Regions from separate parts of the Cyprinus carpio genome. Here region 2 is linked to region 1. The links are chromatin contacts, called in public Hi-C maps. All regions are on one chromosome and are shown on one strand. Each heading gives the region's core, a stretch centred on a gene start, on an enhancer-like site or on the middle of the called end of the contact. The rest is flanking DNA. Distances are from core to core; before and after follow the strand shown. Region 1 overlaps LOC109061217 (trinucleotide repeat-containing gene 6C protein-like). Region 2 overlaps LOC109061217 (trinucleotide repeat-containing gene 6C protein-like).

Region 1 (3,826 bases), core at 417-2,916:
ATCAAAGTTTAAAACTGTTGTGCTGCTTAATATTTGTGTGCTAATACTTTTTTCAGGATTCCTTGATGACACTAACGAAAGCAGATAACCAACACTAACGAAAGCAGATAAAATGTTTGTCAATTTTATCTCCTGCTTTGATATTAATAAAAGACTTAATGAGTGCAGACAAACCTTTGTAATGTTTGAAGAAATATAATTTGCTGTGAGAGTGCGGTGATTTGCATTGATTAGGATACCTTGATGAACAAAGTTTTAAAAAAATAACATTTATATAAAAGGGTTTTTTTTGTAACAGTAAATGTTTTTACCTTCACTTATGATATCTAATGCAAATACTTTGCTAAATAAAAGTAGCAATCTAAATGAGCCCAAAAATCTGAACAGTAGTGTTAACATTATGAATGATAGTGTTTAACATTATTAAAAATCTTTATTGGATACTGGATATTCAATGTTACTTAAAAATAAAATAATTAAAATAATAACTACTCCATAAAACACTGTTAAATCTTAAAATGAATATACATTTTTCATACTGTACTATTGTTGGGCGATATGCTCAACTTTCATTTCGTCCTATCGTCAGCCTGTAAGATCACTGAAACAAATTAAACATGCAAATTTAATTATTTATTTACTTAGTTTCATTGCCAGAAAGTGAACCAAATCCAGCTTAAGGCTAAAAGAAGCCTAATGTTTTTAATATGACAGAATTTGTATTTAACATAATAACAATTTTATAGAAACATTGTAAGTTACTAATTATAATGCTTACATTTCCTCAGTTATTCGAAAGCAGCTACAAAAAAAACGAGCAAAGAACATTTACATTATCAAAGAACATCACAACTGACTTCAGTCTAGCATGAGTTTGTGCGCTTTAAAAACACCCCCGTTATAATCAGTGAAGCTAGTTATACTGCATGATCAATAAATCTCTTATACTTACATCTCATTTACACCTGCAATTTGTTGTTTATGATGAGAGAATTCGCGAGTCAGAATTCAGTCAGCGAGCGCGAACTGAACGACAGAACTCTGCTGTCTTAGCGATGACTCACCTGAACGCCTCTGATTGGCCATTGCATTCATAAACTCAACGGAATCGTGTGTGATTGGTTATAATGCGCAACACTATAAAAACGGAAAAAGAAATATGATTTTCATACTGATTTTGTGATGCATAAATTCACTTGCACCATTTATAGTGATCAAATTAGGTGACAGTTTTTTAAAGGTTTATTCAAACACAATGGTATAAAATTTATTACTGGCCATTTTAATGTAGATTTATATATATATATATATATATATATATATATATATATATATATATATATATATAATTAATCTCTTTATCAGCACATAATTATCATGTCTCAGTCTATACTGACCTTTGCTTTACCCGTGTGTGAATAACCGTTGATGACCAGGGGAATAATAAATGCGTTAAGTACACATCCCACAAATTAACTGTCTTCATTGTTGGCCCAATATGTATTTATAAGTGTTGCGGTCCAAGTCACAGTCAGTGTGACGTACTGTAGGAAATAGCGGTAGGTGGAGGAAGAAGAGAGGGGGATGAGCGAGTTGAAGAGACGGTGGAGATGCGATGGTAGGGGACGGTGGGGGGATGCTAGACGCTCTCCGGGCACAGAGCCAAAAAATGTCAACGCTGCAAGACAAACAAGAGAGCCGAGAGCCCTCGGAAACCCACTGGCTGGCAACAGCAGCCTATAGAGGAGGAAATCTTCAGCCCCTCCATCTGACACAATCACGCATTAGAAACTCATAACTTCTGAGCCATTTGAGAAGACCAGACCTGACATGCCAGTAAACCTCTGGATAGCACGAAAATCTCCTTTAGTCACCCAGCCACACTCAACAAATAACAGACAAAAGACGGGGTGAAAGAACATTTAGAGTCTGATTTTATTTCCGCAGGCAAATAAACAGCGGTGAAAATGTGGCGTGAAATCCTGTTTTATGAATTCCAGACCATGTGCCGGCACCTTTTTAATTCAGGAGAAGAAAACTTCCTACCAGCCTGCATGCCAATGAAAAACAGCGAAAGGTGATTTTTCATATGTTCAGCTCCTGGTGGACAAACAGACGCTAAAAATAGCTTTTCACTGGACTGACTCGCCGTTCATAGCAGTCCGGTGACTTTCATCTTCCTGCAAAGTCACTAGTGAAAGCACATTCACAAGCTCTGCTGACAATTTATTGCCCTAATAGATCACTCAAATGCCTGCCATAAAGACCCCTGTCATTACACTCAAATCACGTAGGTCTTTCAGTGATTGCACATTTGTCTCAATAAAATGCAAAACTTCCAACAGTTCAGCACGCTAATGGACTTAGCATAAGAGGCAACTCATTTAATGGAGGCTAAATTGAGAGTGATCAGTTCTGAGGTTATTAGTGATGCATCAGGTGGGGGGGGGGGGTGGGGGGTGTCAAGTGCATTTTAAGGGGGAAAAAATTGTCAAGTCAAATTTAGTGAGATTAGAACAAGCCCTGTAATCGGCCAGGGCTTTTCATCCTTCATTCTTTCAGTCTCCAGAGAGCTTGAGCTTGATGCTGAAACATTACAGCTCACCCAAAAATACTCACCCTCATGTCCTTCCAAACCTGTATGACTTTCTTTCTTCAGTGCATCACAAGATTTTTGGAAGACTGTTTATTTTTATTTATTTTTTTAATATTCAATGAAAGTCAATGGGGTCCAATGTTGTTTGGACCCCGACTTTCTACAAAATACCTAAACAAAATGTGTGAACTATCTCTCAATAATAGTCTCAGCCTCAGACGTGCCCACTGACCACCCACAATACATTCACTGACCATCTGATGCATAATGCACACAAAACTTTCATTCATCAAAAATACATTTTCTAGTGAAAAATAAATATATTAAAATATATTTATTTCACGCTATACTACAAATACATGTACATTTACATTTATGCATTTAGCAGACGCTTTTATCCAAAGCGACTTACAGTGCAATCAAGCTTCTGTGCAAGCATTTTTTTTTTTATATTTATGTACTAAATAAAAATCCCCTGCAACTGTAGCTAAAGTCTGCTAAATTGGAACAAATAATTTTGTGCTTAATGCACTTTAATTGAGCAGGAGCTGAGCTCATTGCCAAGTCTAAACACATTTCAACAGTTCAGGGAGACTGTTATCATGGCTTATTCTGAATAAGATTTATCTGAGCTGAGCTATTATTGTGGTATCCATCCATTTCAGAATTACCCGCCCCTAAACACCACAAACTGTGGCTCACTTTACATGTCGGTCAGAGGGTCTCTTCCTGTCTAAGTGGGTGTTTCTTGGTCAGAATAAGCCACAAATACTGAACACAGATGAATGTTATGATTACCTGGACTTTCAGTGGAGGGACTAAAACCTCTCAGGTTTTATTAAAATATCAGAATTTGTTATAAACATTAACCAACGTCTTTTTGGGCTTAGAATGACATGAGAGTGAGCAAATGACTTGAATTTTCATATCTCTTTAAGACATACTGAAAGGCTTGATGGGGAGAAAGGACTATACGCCTTTACAGTAACTGAGGGCTGCCATTTTGCATGCAACCAAGCAGGTGAAAAGTGGCAATCTACGTATAAAACATGCCTTTCTAAAAGGTTAATGAATTCACAGAACTGCTACAGTGAGTCTCAGAGAGGCAAACTCGCCTTTGAAAGACTCTTCTGAGAGGCCTTTTGGCCTGCAGTTTTCAATTAATCAAAGAAGAATGTAAAACTCAAGCCAAAAACACTTTTTGAAGGTTCAAAAACTCAACCTCCTTAA
Region 2 (3,987 bases), core at 848-3,347, 35 kb before region 1:
GTTTGTAATAAAACACATTGGTGACCGCTCACCCTGCTTTTAAAAATGTCTAAGCCATGAATCAAACCAACCCACTTCAAGATTAATTACAACATTACAATCTTTGCTTTGAAGTATGTGAAAGTGTAAGTATATAAAAATAAGAAAAACAGACACAGGTACAAGACTGTGTACTTAATGACTTTATGAGGGAATGAACTACTCATCTAATAAAGCTTTGTGAATGACATAAATCAAATGATGGTATATACAAACTAGGGTTGTGCCGATAAATGATAGTCAGAGATATCGCCTGTGTCTGACGCCTCTAACGATATCAAGACGATGATTATTATTACAGTTATTCTTATGCTAGTATTATTATCGAATTAATATTAGGGCTTATTTGCTCCATTATATTTCTTTTTGCGTGTTTTTACAGTGTTATGCAAAGAGATTTATTGACCATGCAGTGTAACTAGCTTCACTGATTAGAACGGGAGTGTTTTTAAAGTGCATAAACTCGCGCTAGTCTTAAGTTCTTTGATAATGTAAAAGTTCTATGCTCATTTTCTGTAGCTGCTCTTGAAATAACTAAGGAAATGTAAGCATTAATATCAGTAACTTACAATGTTTTTATTCAATTCTGATCATGTTAAATACAAATTCAGTTATATTAAAAAAAACTGACGACATTAGGGCTGAACGATTAATTGCATTTGCGATAATATCGCGATATGAAAAAAGTAGATTTTTCAATCGCAAAGGCTGCGATTACGCTCGGTCATGTGACTCACGAGAGTAAAGAGATGTGTTTGACTGGACTTGAAGATCAATTGGTGTATGACATCAAAGTACGGTGAGAGAAAGCATAGGGAGACGTCCGCTCTCTTATAGTTCTCACAGTCACAGTTCTCTGATGACACACACCAATCAGTCTAATATGCTCTGCTTAAAGTCGAACACATCTAAGCAGTCTTCACAGGAAGCATGAAGTTAACACGCTACAGTGTCGCCAAGTTTTTCTCTTTTATTTTTTATCATGTTCAACCAATTTACTTTTTCCCTATTGTTGTCCCAACATGAATTTGGGATAACAATATATGAATTTTAGTTGTGTTAATGTAGCATTGTAAGAACCGGGAACAGGAGTTCCACAATCATGCTTTGCATGGGACTGGATAGGGAGAGTAAATTTTGAAATAGTGTTATTTTATGCAGTTTTAGCAAGATGAGAAAAGGGGAGATTACCACTTTGGTGAAGTGTAGTGCATGTGCTTGGGTTGAGGATCTGCTAACAAGAATTCAAGTTACTTTAAAAAGAAAAAAGCAGTAACTATGGGAATGCAACAAATACAACCAGTTTAAGCTTTTGGCTGCCAACACCTAACGTCATATGTTTAAAGTTATATTTAGCTTGCTAGTAAGTGTGATTGTTGACCCAGACATCTTTTTAATCACTCTGCACCTTCCGGAATGTACTACTTCATTCCTATTGGCTGAAAAAGAGGCTCATATACACTATAGATTATATATAGGAGATGCCCAATGTGATGCAGCCTTAATGCTACATGAAAACATGAATGCCCAACTAGCGTTAACATGTCCTTTCAATTTCTCCCTTTCTCTCTCCCTCGCCCGCACATCCCTCCCCCAGTCGCGGCCCCTTGCTCTCTTTCATGCCATGTTTGCTGCACAGACAATATCCAGTGGCGCAGTCGCAGTGCTAAGCTGGAATCAGTGACACCAATCCCTGATTAAGTCCAGCTCAGCCTGCCTGCCACGAGCTGGGCCGACCAATCACTACAGTTTCCCCGTCCTCCTCCGCTTTCCTCGCATCAGTCAGCACATTGTAATAGCCAATTATGAACGTGTTACAGGAAGCGTATGGACTTGGCTAATTTCTCTTGATTATGCTGGAAGTACCTGCATATTCTGTCTTTCACACTTTTGCCCCGGAGCCGTGAAAAATGAATGCAGTCAGGGCCTTTTGATGAAAGCTATTCTAGAAGCTTCTGTGGAAACTGTCAGCGCCGTCCAATCACAACAGAGCACTGGCTAGGGGAGGTTTGAGAGTGGAAGGGGAGGGAGATGCAATCAGCTCTCGAATGGGAGACGAGAAAAAAAAAAAAAAAAAAAAAAAGAGTGTGTATGTGTGCCTATGCATCTAAATCCAGCTCTCTGAGCACTGGACACAGATACACAACGCAAATCCTCAACCAATTATGCGGTTATGAGATCCACGTGAACTGAAACGCTTTAATTGCTAACCAGTTTACTAAGGCTTATTTTAAAGCTTTGTTGCTCTGATATACACTCTCACGTGTAAACGCATTAAAACTACTCGCCAGAGGGTTTCAAGGGTTCAAGGTAAGCTCTAGCAAACAATATTTGTGGCATAATGCTGATTACCACAAAATCTAATTTAATAATAATAAGAAAATGTATATACTACAAATAAATGAATAATAATAGCAACAATAATAATAATATACTACAAATAAATAATAATACTTTTTGTGTTTAAAAATAATAATACTTTTTATGTTTATATTATTTTTTAATGTTAATGTTTTTACATTTTTAGGTTTTTGCAAAAACAGCCATAGCGGTTAACTTACAATGCAAGCACACATCTACACAGTAAACAGCAAAACATCTTTCACATGATAAGTATACTCGACAACTTTTTACATGAATTGCAGTGATGAATAACTAATTCACCAGCCCTACAAGAGCAATGATTAGACAATTTTCAACTAAAAAATACATTTATTTTTATGACTGCATAATTCATGTGTTCCACATTTCTGCTTTGACACCCCTTATTGTGCAAGTGCATGACCCCATGTACTTTCACTGTAAGTGCCTTACTGCTACCAAAAAAAAAAAGAGAGAAAAGAAATGATTGTCTGTGGTAATGGACATTATTCCATTAATGCTGTCGATATACATTAACTTATTGATCCTGGAAAATTCTTTTAATCACCATTCTTCTACAGTATACAACCGCAGCAGTGAGCCAATGCAACTTGATCCGACATGCAAAAGCTCATCCACTAACATTGTTTTATCAAACAAACAGGCACTTAGATAAATCATACCAAAAAAAATGGGATGCTGTCTCAACAAAAACCCAGGCACTGTTCTAGAGCAGGAAGAAAAGACCGACAGGAAAAAAGCAAACATCAGCTTTTTATGGAGGCCGCATTAGATATTAAACTTGTCTGTTTGCGAAACAGCTCAAACACACACTGCATTCCCAGTGAATTAAGAAGCACTTCATTACAAATAGAAAAAGAAAAAAAGCATTATACATCAGCCCGAGGGAGTATTTTCCATCTCACGGTGTGCCACAGATCTTTCTCACTTTCACAAAGACATCTTCATTTACTGACTGATGGGAAATTAAATCCTGCATTAAACGTTCAGTTCTGCGACTACACAGGAGAGATGAAAGCATTAAAGGTTCGAGAATGGTGTAACATGTCATGGTAGGCTGAAATTACAAGACCTAAGCCCAGTCTAAGTACAGAGGAGACACCTTAAATGTAATTACAGCACGCTGACTGCGCCTCCTACTACAGACACGCACTCCGCACATGCTGCTACAGCATAATGACAGGCTTTCCAAGATGAACCGTGACTTCAAACGGAGGCCAGAAAACACTGAGTGGGTTTATTTTGATTAAAAACACTTTCTGGCCCTGTTTTCAGACTGTGAGTGAGTTACGAGACAAGACAAAAGGCATTGTGATGTGGAGATGTGAATCAGACCTCACAGAGAACAGGGTTTTGAGGTCAATATAATTGAACGTCACTTACTCTCAAAGGCATGTTAGTGGCCATCTGTGGAGGAGAGCACAGGCAGAGTTTGTACTACCAAATCATTTTCTGTCACTTTGACAGACTCGGTTGTAAATGTTTTGCTATGATCTATTTTAAACCGTCCTTGTTTTCCAGAAAATTATATAGTGTTTATAAAACATAGGCTACATTGAAAGCTAA

What was found. A called contact is a pair of places that touch in the nucleus more often than the background predicts.
Region 2: a contact with region 1 is called in a Hi-C map of skeletal muscle, with 2.2 times the contacts expected there. The contact joins two enhancer-like sites. A contact is called at or near these places in 5 of 8 Hi-C or Micro-C datasets (liver, red blood cells and skeletal muscle).

What each region holds. Positions count from the first base shown.
Region 1 is chrB3:17,029,856-17,033,681 of ASM1834038v1, reverse strand. All of the region lies in intron 1 of LOC109061217 (trinucleotide repeat-containing gene 6C protein-like), which reads right to left. Among protein-coding and RNA genes, the nearest start is that of LOC109061217, 7.6 kb to the right of the region's middle. Within about 2 kb of position 1,666, at least 1 of the 8 cell types and tissues checked has an H3K27ac peak or open chromatin away from gene starts, as enhancers often do.
Region 2 is chrB3:17,065,166-17,069,152 of ASM1834038v1, reverse strand. The region is part of intron 3 of LOC109061217 (trinucleotide repeat-containing gene 6C protein-like); the gene reads right to left. Among protein-coding and RNA genes, the nearest start is that of LOC109084190, 35 kb to the left of the region's middle. Within about 2 kb of position 2,097, at least 1 of the 8 cell types and tissues checked has an H3K27ac peak or open chromatin away from gene starts, as enhancers often do.